Linked DNA regions of Mus musculus: region 2 is linked to region 1. A link is a contact called in public Hi-C data. All regions are on one chromosome and are shown on one strand. The core of a region is the stretch at or near the end of the contact, and the rest is flanking DNA. Distances in the headings are between cores, read along the strand shown. Region 1 has its middle 38 kb from the start of Gm40149. Region 2 holds the start of Pitx2 (paired-like homeodomain transcription factor 2).

What was found. A called contact is a pair of places that touch in the nucleus more often than the background predicts.
Region 2: a contact with region 1 is called in a Hi-C map of the C2C12 cell line, with 1.8 times the contacts expected there. The contact joins the promoter of Pitx2 here to the enhancer-like site in region 1. A contact is called at or near these places in 1 of 39 promoter capture datasets (stem cell-derived epiblast-like cells), 1 of 15 datasets of contacts at CTCF or cohesin (large pre-B cells), 10 of 484 Hi-C or Micro-C datasets (the C2C12 cell line, embryonic fibroblasts, extraembryonic endoderm stem cells and 5 more), 8 of 115 datasets of contacts at active chromatin or transcription factors (differentiating embryonic stem cells, embryonic limb bud, embryonic stem cells and 4 more) and 3 of 9 other capture datasets (adipose tissue, liver and pancreatic islet).

The regions. Positions count from the first base shown.
Region 1 is chr3:129,158,754-129,163,967 of GRCm38.p6, forward strand. No RefSeq gene overlaps it. Among named protein-coding and RNA genes, the nearest start is that of Gm40149, 38 kb to the right of the region's middle. Within about 2 kb of position 3,073, at least 10 of the 459 cell types and tissues checked have an H3K27ac peak or open chromatin away from gene starts, as enhancers often do. A contact at or near this core is called in the C2C12 cell line, muscle stem cells and myocytes, where this site is marked.
Region 2 is chr3:129,196,966-129,202,179 of GRCm38.p6, forward strand. Pitx2 (paired-like homeodomain transcription factor 2) reads left to right here and starts at 2,913. Exons shown (of 5, transcript NM_011098.4): 1 at 2,913-3,197. Gm40149 (a long non-coding RNA gene) reads right to left here and starts at 1,944. Exons shown (of 4, transcript XR_867634.2): 1 at 290-1,944.

The sequences.
Region 1 (5,214 bases), core at 1,823-4,322:
AGCATGTACATATACCATCCAGGAGTTATATTACACTGAAGGCGCTGTCAAACATCTTGTATACGGCAACATTAAATATGGGTCTGGAAGCCAGTCAGAAAAATCCCTAAGCTGAGTTTACTTGAAGGTTTAACAATATAAATCGCCAAAGAAGAGAGAGTCTCCTGGAGAAATTACTCCGCTGGCTGTGTAGCACTACAAGCAGCCCTGTGGAATCATATTTCATCAGCTGAGCGAGATTCCCCTGGCAGGCCGTCTCCCAAGGGGGGATGCAACATCTGTAACATCTCTAGCTCTGGGAAAAAGATGACATCGAATCCTAGAAGAACTACATTTCCCCTCAGGGTGAAGCAGCATTCGAGAGACTTCGCAGCTGTATCACAACTGCCAACCCCTACTGTCACCTCCTCACCAATGTGTATGCACACACACCAGGTATTTGAGCACAGGGGTGGGGTAGTGAAGAATGTAATTAGTAATAAGAAAGATGGCTGTATTCCTCAATACATTTTGTGGTCCGGTGATTAAGGCTATGGCTGCAAGTGATTTACCTTTTGCCATTTCATTGAAATAAAATTTAAAAGGCCATTTGTGATAGATAGCCTGGGCACTATTCACCTTTAACAATATCTACTTGGGGAGCAGAATTTTAATTTTTGTGCTGAGTGGATTACTCCTCAAAATTAAGCGTTGTATGTCTCAGACTTCTTGGTGTGAGCACAGAGTAAGATCTCCTCAAAGGGAGATTAAGAAGGTGATTTCCAAGCTCATTCTTATGCCTCCTTTCTCCTTCTTGCTGACTGAAAGCACAGATCAAACTGGGGCTGTGACTCAGTGGCCCAAGCAACTGGCTCAGACCCTGAGGTGACTACAGATGTAAGCCATGCCTTATCAAAGCAAGCTAAGTTGCTGCAACAAACAGAACCTAGACTTTATGACTTGGAAAACCTTAGCTTCTCTCTTGTGTAACCAGTCAGGGAAGCAAGGTTTCTAGGCAGTCCTTATGGGGCTCCTGGGATTCTGTCATCTGTGCTTGAGGCTTTCAAAACCACTCAAAGAATCACTGTCTAACCGAAACTAAATTCCAAAGTTACAGGAAGCTGGGTCAAAGATTGTCCAGGGACGGTCACCTCAGCATGCCGGTCCCCCTTTGCTGGAAAAGCTTTGACATTCAGCTTCAAGGGCATCAGTGAGAAACTCCATCCTTAGCAGACAGCCACATTGAGACACAATTCACCACCCTGGCTAAGAAGAAGCTTCGGTCTCAGGACAGGTAGAGAAACGGTGGGCTGGGTGTTTGCACCTCTGGTGGAACCTTCTGGAACCCCATTCTCTTCTTCCCACTTCTACACTCCTTTTATTGAAGTCAAAAAGCAATTTTCATATTGTTATCAATATGAAGAGTTGCTCCCCCTCCTTTTCAATTTAAAACTAACTCTAAGCAGTGCACACTATTCGGTTTTACCTTTAAATGGGGGACTCTTTAAGCTTCGAGTTCAAAATACATATGGTCATTTAACATGATTTAAGTTACGAAGATTTGATTAAATAAGTCGGGGAGGCCATTGCTGCAATTTTGAGTTAACTTTTAAAATACAGTATTGATGGTGGGTAAAGGAACTTGCCACCAAACCTATCTGAGTCCAATCCCTGGGACTCATATGGTGGGAAGAGAGAAACAATTCCTGTAGATTGTCCTCTGACCTCAACACATGCACACATATACATGCGTACACACCCACAATAAATATGTACAATAAAATGCAACTTTTCCTCCCCCCCCCAACTTCTGGCCTTTTAATTGTACAATATAGCATGTGTTTCTTTCAGGCCAAAATATAATAGCATTGATATAAGTCCTAGATTCACTTGATAGAGTGACATCAACTCTAGACTTTAGAGTTACGTAATAGATGACAGTTCTTTTAATCTAGATTGTTTAATAAGCTAGCTAGTGAAGTCTACATTTTTGAAGTAAGATTTTTTTAAAAAAAAGAATCATTTGTAGTAAGATTTTTATGAATTATATATTAAAAAAGATATATGTCTCCTGTGAGAAAGCATTCTTAAGTGATTTCAAGCAATATATACTATTTCATGTGATACTACAAAACTTTTTCTTGAGGTTGGTAAGGATAGAGGTAGTATCATTGTAGCTTGATCATTTCATTTTGGTTTTGCTGTGGTGATGTTTAGATTTTGGTTGGTTGCTTGCTTTATTTTGTTTTGCTTCTGCAACTCTGTTATCTGCCACGCATCTCCAGTGAGCTATTTACATGATCTAACCATATCTTTTTAAAGAGTTCACACACACATTTATATTTCACAACGAAGGAGGCAGTCATTCGATTTTATAACTAAGAACTGCCTAAATTGAATGCTCCTCTAAGTGTCAAACAGCGTCAGCACACATCGCAAAAGTCCAATTTAATGACAGAAATGGAATTTTTTACTTCATGGAGAGGTCTAAGCTTGGGAACAAGAATACAGGGCTTCTGGTTGTTCTTACTATATTTGGGCTCCCTACCTTCACCAATCTCTTAAATACTTTTAACCTAATTTTCCCATTCCTTAAAGGAAATGTTTGAACAATCTCAAAAACCTCGTTCCACTCTGCCTACTATCCTTCTGGTTCTAAAGTCCCCCTGTCCTGTAACCATGAGGCCCTGCTCTCAACAGGGACAGCAAACTGCCCTACCTTGTAGTAAAAGTGCTTAGGAACACGGGAGTATCCTTTGAATTACTCAGAAATGGCTACAGCGATTGCGTAAGTCACGGGGCTGTATCTTGCGCCACCCATGACAACTTTTAGAAACTGCTAGTTACCTTCTTACTGGGAGTTGGTTACTTGCCAGGCTCGGTGCCAAGAGAATTACACACAATATCTCGGCTAATCCTCTTGACAGCTCCGTGAGAGCAGCTATAGTTATCCCCATTGCACAGATGAGGAACCAGGGACTTGGGAGTGACTAAATAATTTGCCTGTGCCATGCAGAGTATCAAGGAGAAGCCATGGCTGCCCATCTCCAAGGCAGCTCTGCAGCCCTGGGCTCAATGCCTGAAGGAGGTCATTCCGTCCTTGCCAGCTCCCTTACCCCCACGCTTGGCTGTGCTCTCTGAGTCACCCATATTTAATTACACCATGGAGTCTCCACAGTAAACATTCTTTGTGTCCCTCCCAACTCCATCCCCTTACTTCTTCTCCTAATAATAGATGCAAACATTAATTGAGCATTTGCCACACTTCTCAGCTCTTTAAATAGATCTCTCCCTTAGCCTTCACAGCAGTCCTCTGAGGTCGATACTACTAGCTCCTCCCTCTCTCAGGAAGGACACTGAGGCACAGAAAAACCACACAAGTCACAAGTTAAAGAAAAAAAGCAACAACACATATCTGCATGTAGCTCTATTTCCAAGGTAAATGACAACTGATAAATGCCGGTAACGTTCTAAGTTAACATTTACTAATCTTTTACAACATGCTGGGCCCTGTGCTAAATGTTTCATCTCCAACTGTCACCTGTAACCCTCCTGACAATCCTCCAAGACTGGTATTATTGTGATTACCGCCACTCTTCAAATGGATGCCAAAACCTGGATGTCTTGGTTAAGTCATAAGAGAAAGTCATCCAGGGGTTCTCTAGAGCCAAACCTTACAAGACAAGGATCAGACACCATACAGTTTTCTCCTTAGAAATAGATACTCATTTGTTTTCTTGACAAATCACCCAACTCAACTGTGCCTCCGTTGCTCTGTATGTGAAGCCAGTGAATTCTGAAGATTTCCTGTTGTTACTGTATGAGAACCACATAGAGCTATCTCCAACACTGGGGAAAACCATGCAGCTGTCAAGACAGAGGAAATGGGAGCCCAGAGTTGGCCTTTTATTAGCAGAGCTGCTTTTTATCTCTCTGTGCCTCCGTTTAATTATTTATAAAATATATTCTTTAACAATAGGACTGGGGAGATAGATCACTTAGTAAAGTGCTTGCTTTGCAAATATGAGGGCTTGGGTTTGATCCACTAGAGAGATGACGTAACAGTTGTAAGAGGGCAGCCTACAGTCACAATCCCAGCACTGGGGAATCAGAGACAGGAGGCTTCCTAGGGCTCACTGGCCAGACAGCCTACCCTGATGGGCTCCAGAGCAATGAGAAACCCTGAGGATGACTTCTGGCCTACACACACACACACATACACACATACACACATGCACACACACACACACACACACACACACACACACTTACACACTCATACACACACATACACACTCACATGCACACACACATGCACACACTCTCGCACACATGTACACATTCACACACACATGAACACACACCACACATACACACATATACAAACTGACACAGTTGTACACACACACAACCACATACTCACTTCGTACACATACACAAACACACACTCATACACACACACTTACATGCACACACTCACACACATACACACACACTCACATTCACACACATGCACACACACTCACACACATACACGTACGTACTCACACACACATACACACATACCACACATAATACACATATGCACATACACAAGCTGACATTCTCATACACACACATGCATACACTAACATGTGCACACACACTCGCACACACATACACATGAATACACACACTCACACATGCACACATGCAGAGGAAGATAGAATAGTAACTACTTTATATTGTTAGCGTGAGGAAGAAAGAGGTAAATGTGCTCAGAGCCAACAGAAGTTGTGTGTTTTCCACGGTGGTGTGTAAGCATGCATCAGGTGCTAACTTTTATCATGGTTATTATGTAGAAGACACTGTTACCATTTACCATTTTGATCCTTTTCTTGGTCACACAAAAGTCTGCTCTGCCTCAGAAGCCATCAAGCTGGTTCCTGCTTGAACAATTTGTCCTAAAAGGAGTAGCAGAAGTGACAGAGCTGGTTGTCAACTACTGTCATTTCAGTTGAGACAGGCAGCAGTCAACAAACTTCTTTTTCTTTAAAGTTAACCACCAGAAGGGCAGGGCTGAGGCTCTGTATCTAGGTAGAAATGACACTCCCAATCTAAGCAGACAAACCCACACAGCTCGTCTCCAGGTGTTTTCTACAAACTGGCATGACTGACAGCTTCACAGGCATAGCCTTGACATCCACTATTTTGATGATCCAACAGCACAAAGCCATAGCTCAAAACATTGATGGG
Region 2 (5,214 bases), core at 1,663-4,162, 38 kb after region 1:
GATTAGGAGCGTGAAACGTATGTCCAGCTCCTTCCCCACACTCGAGGAGGGAATGAGAATCATTCTGGATCTTCTATTTCTCCAGGAGCCATTTGCATTCCCACCAGCTGCTCACTTCTGCTGCACTGGTGCTGGGCGCTGCTGAAGACCCAGCTCAGCACCGAGAGACTACAGCCGCCCATTCTGGGGGTTAACCCAGCCGGGTGGGGGAGACTCCCGACGACAGAGAGTGGAGAGTGGGCGTCCGCTTCCCTTCCCGGAGCCCCTTCCCCCAGCCCTGGCTGCAAACCTCTGAATCCTGAAAGTGGGGAAAGAGTTGTCTGGGCAGATGTGCGCGGCTCTCTACTCTGCTCCTTTCTCTTTTCCTCTGCTCTCAAGCCGGTCTTGATTTCCAGCTTCTTCCCACATTTCTGTGAGACTCTCCAGCCACGCCACCAGCTCCTGGCCAGACTGATCTTTTAGGAGCCCCTCTTAATGTCTCTAAAATGCAAAGGGAAAAATAAGAGAGAGATGGGGCAATAGCCCATTATTTTAGAGGGTGACGACCCAGCAAAATAATAATGGATGGGCAGAGATGACAATGTTCTTGTTCAGGAAGTATTCCGGTGAGGTGAGACCAGAGTTCAGTGAGAGGACTTGTTGAGATGCTTGATTTTTTTCCCCCAAAAGGCTCAAAGGGGGTGGGGGGAAGAGGAAATAAAAATAAAAACAGCACGTGACTGTTTTCCTCCTGAATCTCTTCCTTTAAATGGCATTACTTTGGTTTCCCATTGAGTTAGGAGAAAAAGTTTGAGTTTTCATGGATCTTACAAGGTTAGAGATGGCTTAAAATGCAGATCTCTCGTCGGTTTTCCTGGAGACTGAAGAGGCTAACTCTTTCCATAAAATGAGTCGACTGTTAGCTATTTCAAAGTGAAGGGATTTGGCACTCAAAACAAATTGAGCAAGTTTGTTTGCCTGTTTTTCCTGCTAACACCAATGAATTGAAACCACGGAGTCATTCAAGAAAACACAGAACATACTCCAAACAGCCTCCAGATTCAAAGGAAACTCGGCGTGTGTGCGGTAGCCCTGGGTTAACTTTTCTTGTGTATACATCCCGTGGGCATCCTTCAGAGGAGTCAGCATTATCTTCCTCAAATTGCATGAACTGGTGTGCTGATTTAGGAAGAAAAGCTGTATGAATTTTAGAGGGGACTTTATTTTCTATTAGGGACCAAGGAGAATTAGGGACCAAGGAGAAATGCAGTTTAATGGCGGGTCTGGTTGGGTTTTGTTCCCAGGCAAGGTTTAATATTGGTGAGAAAAACGCCAAACCATGAGGTACAGCTATTTTCTGATATTTTCCTAAAACATATCTTGAAGGGATGCACTTGAGATTGAAAGAACTTTGTCCCATATGTCTGGCAGAAGCCTTCACTCCTGGTCTTCCAGGCGAATCATATTTATAGCCCTTCCACGCAAAGGCAAGACCCTGCCAAAATATCCTGTTCGTTTCCAAAGTACAGACGCATTAGGAAATCAGAAAATATGAAATTAGAAGTAGGACCCACTTGTAGACTAGGAAAGGCCCCTTTCAGCCTTACATACTCTGGACTTTCAAGAACATTCGCTCATATGGGGGGGAACTTCCTTCTCCTTCCCCACCCCCATCCCGGTGCAATTTAATACCACTCTCAGTCAGGAACCTTAACCTCGTCATTTTAAAAAATGAGATATCCGCGACCCGGGGTGAACTTGTTGAGTGTAGGTACAGCAGAGGAAATTCTAGACTCTGAGAGTCCCAGACTTGAGCAAGAGATCCCATGCCGACACACTGGCCGGTGTGTGGCCCTGTCTACCTGCGCTCTTCCACTCTGATCCACCCGTCTTGACCTCAGACACCACCGTGACCTAGCCCTTGCCTTACTGTAGTTCAGGCCTCCCTCCGGTCATCGTCTGGTAATATCTCCCTCCTCCTCCTCCTCCTCCTCCTCCTCCTCCTCCTCCTCCTCCTCCTCCTCCTCCTCCTCCTCCTCCTCCCCCTCCCTCTCTCCCTCCCTCCCTCTCTCCCTCCCTCTCTCCCTTCCTTACCCCTTTTTCTTTCTTTCTTTCTCTCTCCTTCCCTCCCTTCTTTCATCCCCCCCACACACACCTATCGGCTGTGGCTCTCCCACCTTCTGCCGCTAGCTCACCCTATTTTTCTAACTTCTCCCAGTCATCATCTTCTCTTTGCCACCCCATCCATCCACCCACCTTCAGTGCTGCCCTCTGTGGATCCCTCAATTCCCTCCCACTGCCCCTGTAGACAATCAGTACAGTAACCAGCTTTCCTCTACTCCGCGGGCCTGAAAGGAGGTCACGCGCGCGCACACTCACATCCACACTTCGAAAGCCTCACCCGGATCAAACCAAGCCACACTGCCCTTTGTTTCATTTCATGGGCCACTTTGCTAGTCCCTTCCTCGTAAGCCACCCAGACTTTGCTCCGCGCGAATAGGTTTCTGTCTCCCCAGGCTCTGGCCCTCCCACTCAGATTTAGAAGGGGTTTGACGCACAACCGTTTTTTCTCCGTCCATTCCATCCTTGTCCCTTTCCTACCATCCCCACCATCCTGCTCCCCAGCTTGAGTGCTAGCTCCTGCCACTGGTCAGCTCCTGTCGGTCGGTAGTTGCCTCCGGCCCCTGATCCTCCGCTCCTCCCTCCTGGGTTCTGTCCGGGACCGCAGTCTCCTGGGCCCCTGGGCCTCACTTCTCAGCCCTAGTGGTCCCCTGTCCCCTCGATCGCCCCTGCACGCTCCCCCACCCCCGCAGTGGCCCAAGGCTGTGCTCGCCCCTTGATCGCCCAGCGTACAGCAGGCTCGGCCGCCCGCCCGCGCGCCACTGTGCACTGGAGTTTGGTGGAATCTCTGCTGACGTCACGACACTCCGCACACGGAGTCGGAGCGGAGGGAAGAGAGAGGGATGAGAGCGAGGGAGGGGAGAGAGAGTGCGAGACCGAGAGAGAAAGCCGGAGAGCAGCAGACAGAAACTGCCGGCGCCCGCTAGCTTTAGCAGCCCCCCGCGTGGACCCTCTCGGAACTTGGCACCCTCAAGATCCCCGCAGTTCCACCCAGACCCGCTCCACGGCGCTGGCTGTGCAGCCCGAGCCTCGGCCGCCTGGCAGTCACCCTGGGAAGCGGTGGGACGGGGAGACAGCCGTTCTCTCTCCGGTAGCCGGTAAGTGGAGGCCCTCTCTCCCACAGAGCTGTGAGATAATGCGAGTCTGGAAATTTGTTCCACTCTGGAGAACCTCCGCCGTGTATGATTTGTGGCTCGCCGGGCTTGTTTCTCCAGATTCAGCGCAGTTGGCAAACAGATCTTACAGAGCCCCTGTTCCGTTCGCCCTCAATCGCAGACACTAGAACAGTCCTACCCGGCGTTGAAGTCGACTGGAAGCCAGGCATGGCTGGCAGTTAAAACGAGGCATCTTCCCTGAAATTTCGATGCCAACAGGGTAGGGAGAAATCCTCCAGCTGAGGATTAGCCCAGTCAAGATAAAGGGCCAGCTACAAAGTTTCAGCTACTGGAATAGATTAGCCCCTTCCCATCATTACCCATTGGAAAAAAAAGGAGATTCCATCTTAACCGGCGGTTAGTGACCTCTCAGGCCCAAGCGAATTACCTGAGAGCCAGGCCTAGATGCCAACCCGCACAATTACTTCGGATTATAAATCCTTTAAATTGATCATCAGTCAACTCCAATCTTGTACTGAGGGAGATGCATTTTAAACGGATGCGGAGAGGCCACTATTTTGCAACTGGTAACTAAGTAAAAACATGCGATTCCAAACCAGCGAAATACAGTCCTTTTATTCCAATTAAATCACCTTCCCTAAACAATTTAGAAATCAAACTATCCTAGGAGGCTGGGATATTTTTGTTTTTATTCTATTTTGTAGGACTACCGTATTTTTTTGAGGTAAATTAAAATGGGGAGAGAGTCTTTTACTATTATGAATTACAATAATATGCATTCATACATTCTAAACGATTTAACGAACAAGTAATTTGATTTTTAAGAGATCTCTGCATCCTTTTCAGACCATTAGTTACAATTAAAGATATTTTATTCTCATGCAGTATCATTTAGAGGAGACTCCACCTAAAACCAATAATTTCACAGAAACAAAGATTGTTACTGAAGTGAATTGAGGACTTGTTGTTGTTGTTGTTGTTGTTGTTGTTGTTGTTGTTTGGGGGGCGTTGAAAATGAGCACAGTATTCCAATAATCAAAGTTTAGTTTCAAAACAAAGTAGCTACTTCACTTATGGAATGTTTTGCTTTGCCTCAGCAAAACTACGCCTAAGTTACTGCCCTGCTTTGTCCTGTAAGCTGAGCACTGTAGCTCCAAAGCTCCAGAAGCACACATTCCACAGAGCTTTAAAGAAAGCTTGCTCATGGTGAAGCACGGGGCTGTGCTAAAGTGGTATCTTAATTTCCTTAAATGATTACCCACTGCAAATTAATTTGCTGGCTAATCACACCAATTTAGTTCATTTAAAACATATGGCCTCATGCTTTTTATTTTTCAGCTTTCCATGAATGGTTCTGCTGTGGGATAAGAAAGGAAATGAAAAGGGTGAAATGGGAAAGAATTTTTGTTTTTTTGTTTTTTGTTTTTTGTGTTTTCTTGGACTGATTAGAACTCGTAGCTTCTTCTACAATTCCATCCTTGTACTGCTTGGGCAGAAATCATTTTTGAAACAAACTGCTCTGTTTCTTAGGGCTTGCCTATCTGCCTGGCCGGAGTGGCACTGTGCATGCTAATTGCTGGATAGTGCTTCATTAACACAATATGGAATGGAAGCTGACCCAAACCAGATTGCTTGGTATATACATTCCAACCAGGATGGGAACTTTTGGCATGAGAATAACTTCTAATCAGGAAACGTCTCCTATCTAAAATGTTGAGATTAGCCATCAAAACCAGTGTTGTAATCTGGCAGTGAAATTTGTCTGTCACACGTTAGCCACCTTGATAGGACAAGTTTAAGTATCATCAGATAAGACTTGAAGGTCTCTCTTTAAAGAAAAAAATCTTCCTCAGTTAGTTAGACTGGACCCATTTATTAGGCCTGGTCGTTCTATGGAGCATAAAGTCTCAGGATTCACATTACTGCGAAATAAAATACATCTCAAAGTCACAAGGACGTGTAGCAAGGAGCTAAGGAACACGTCTTGATCTTTTCACTC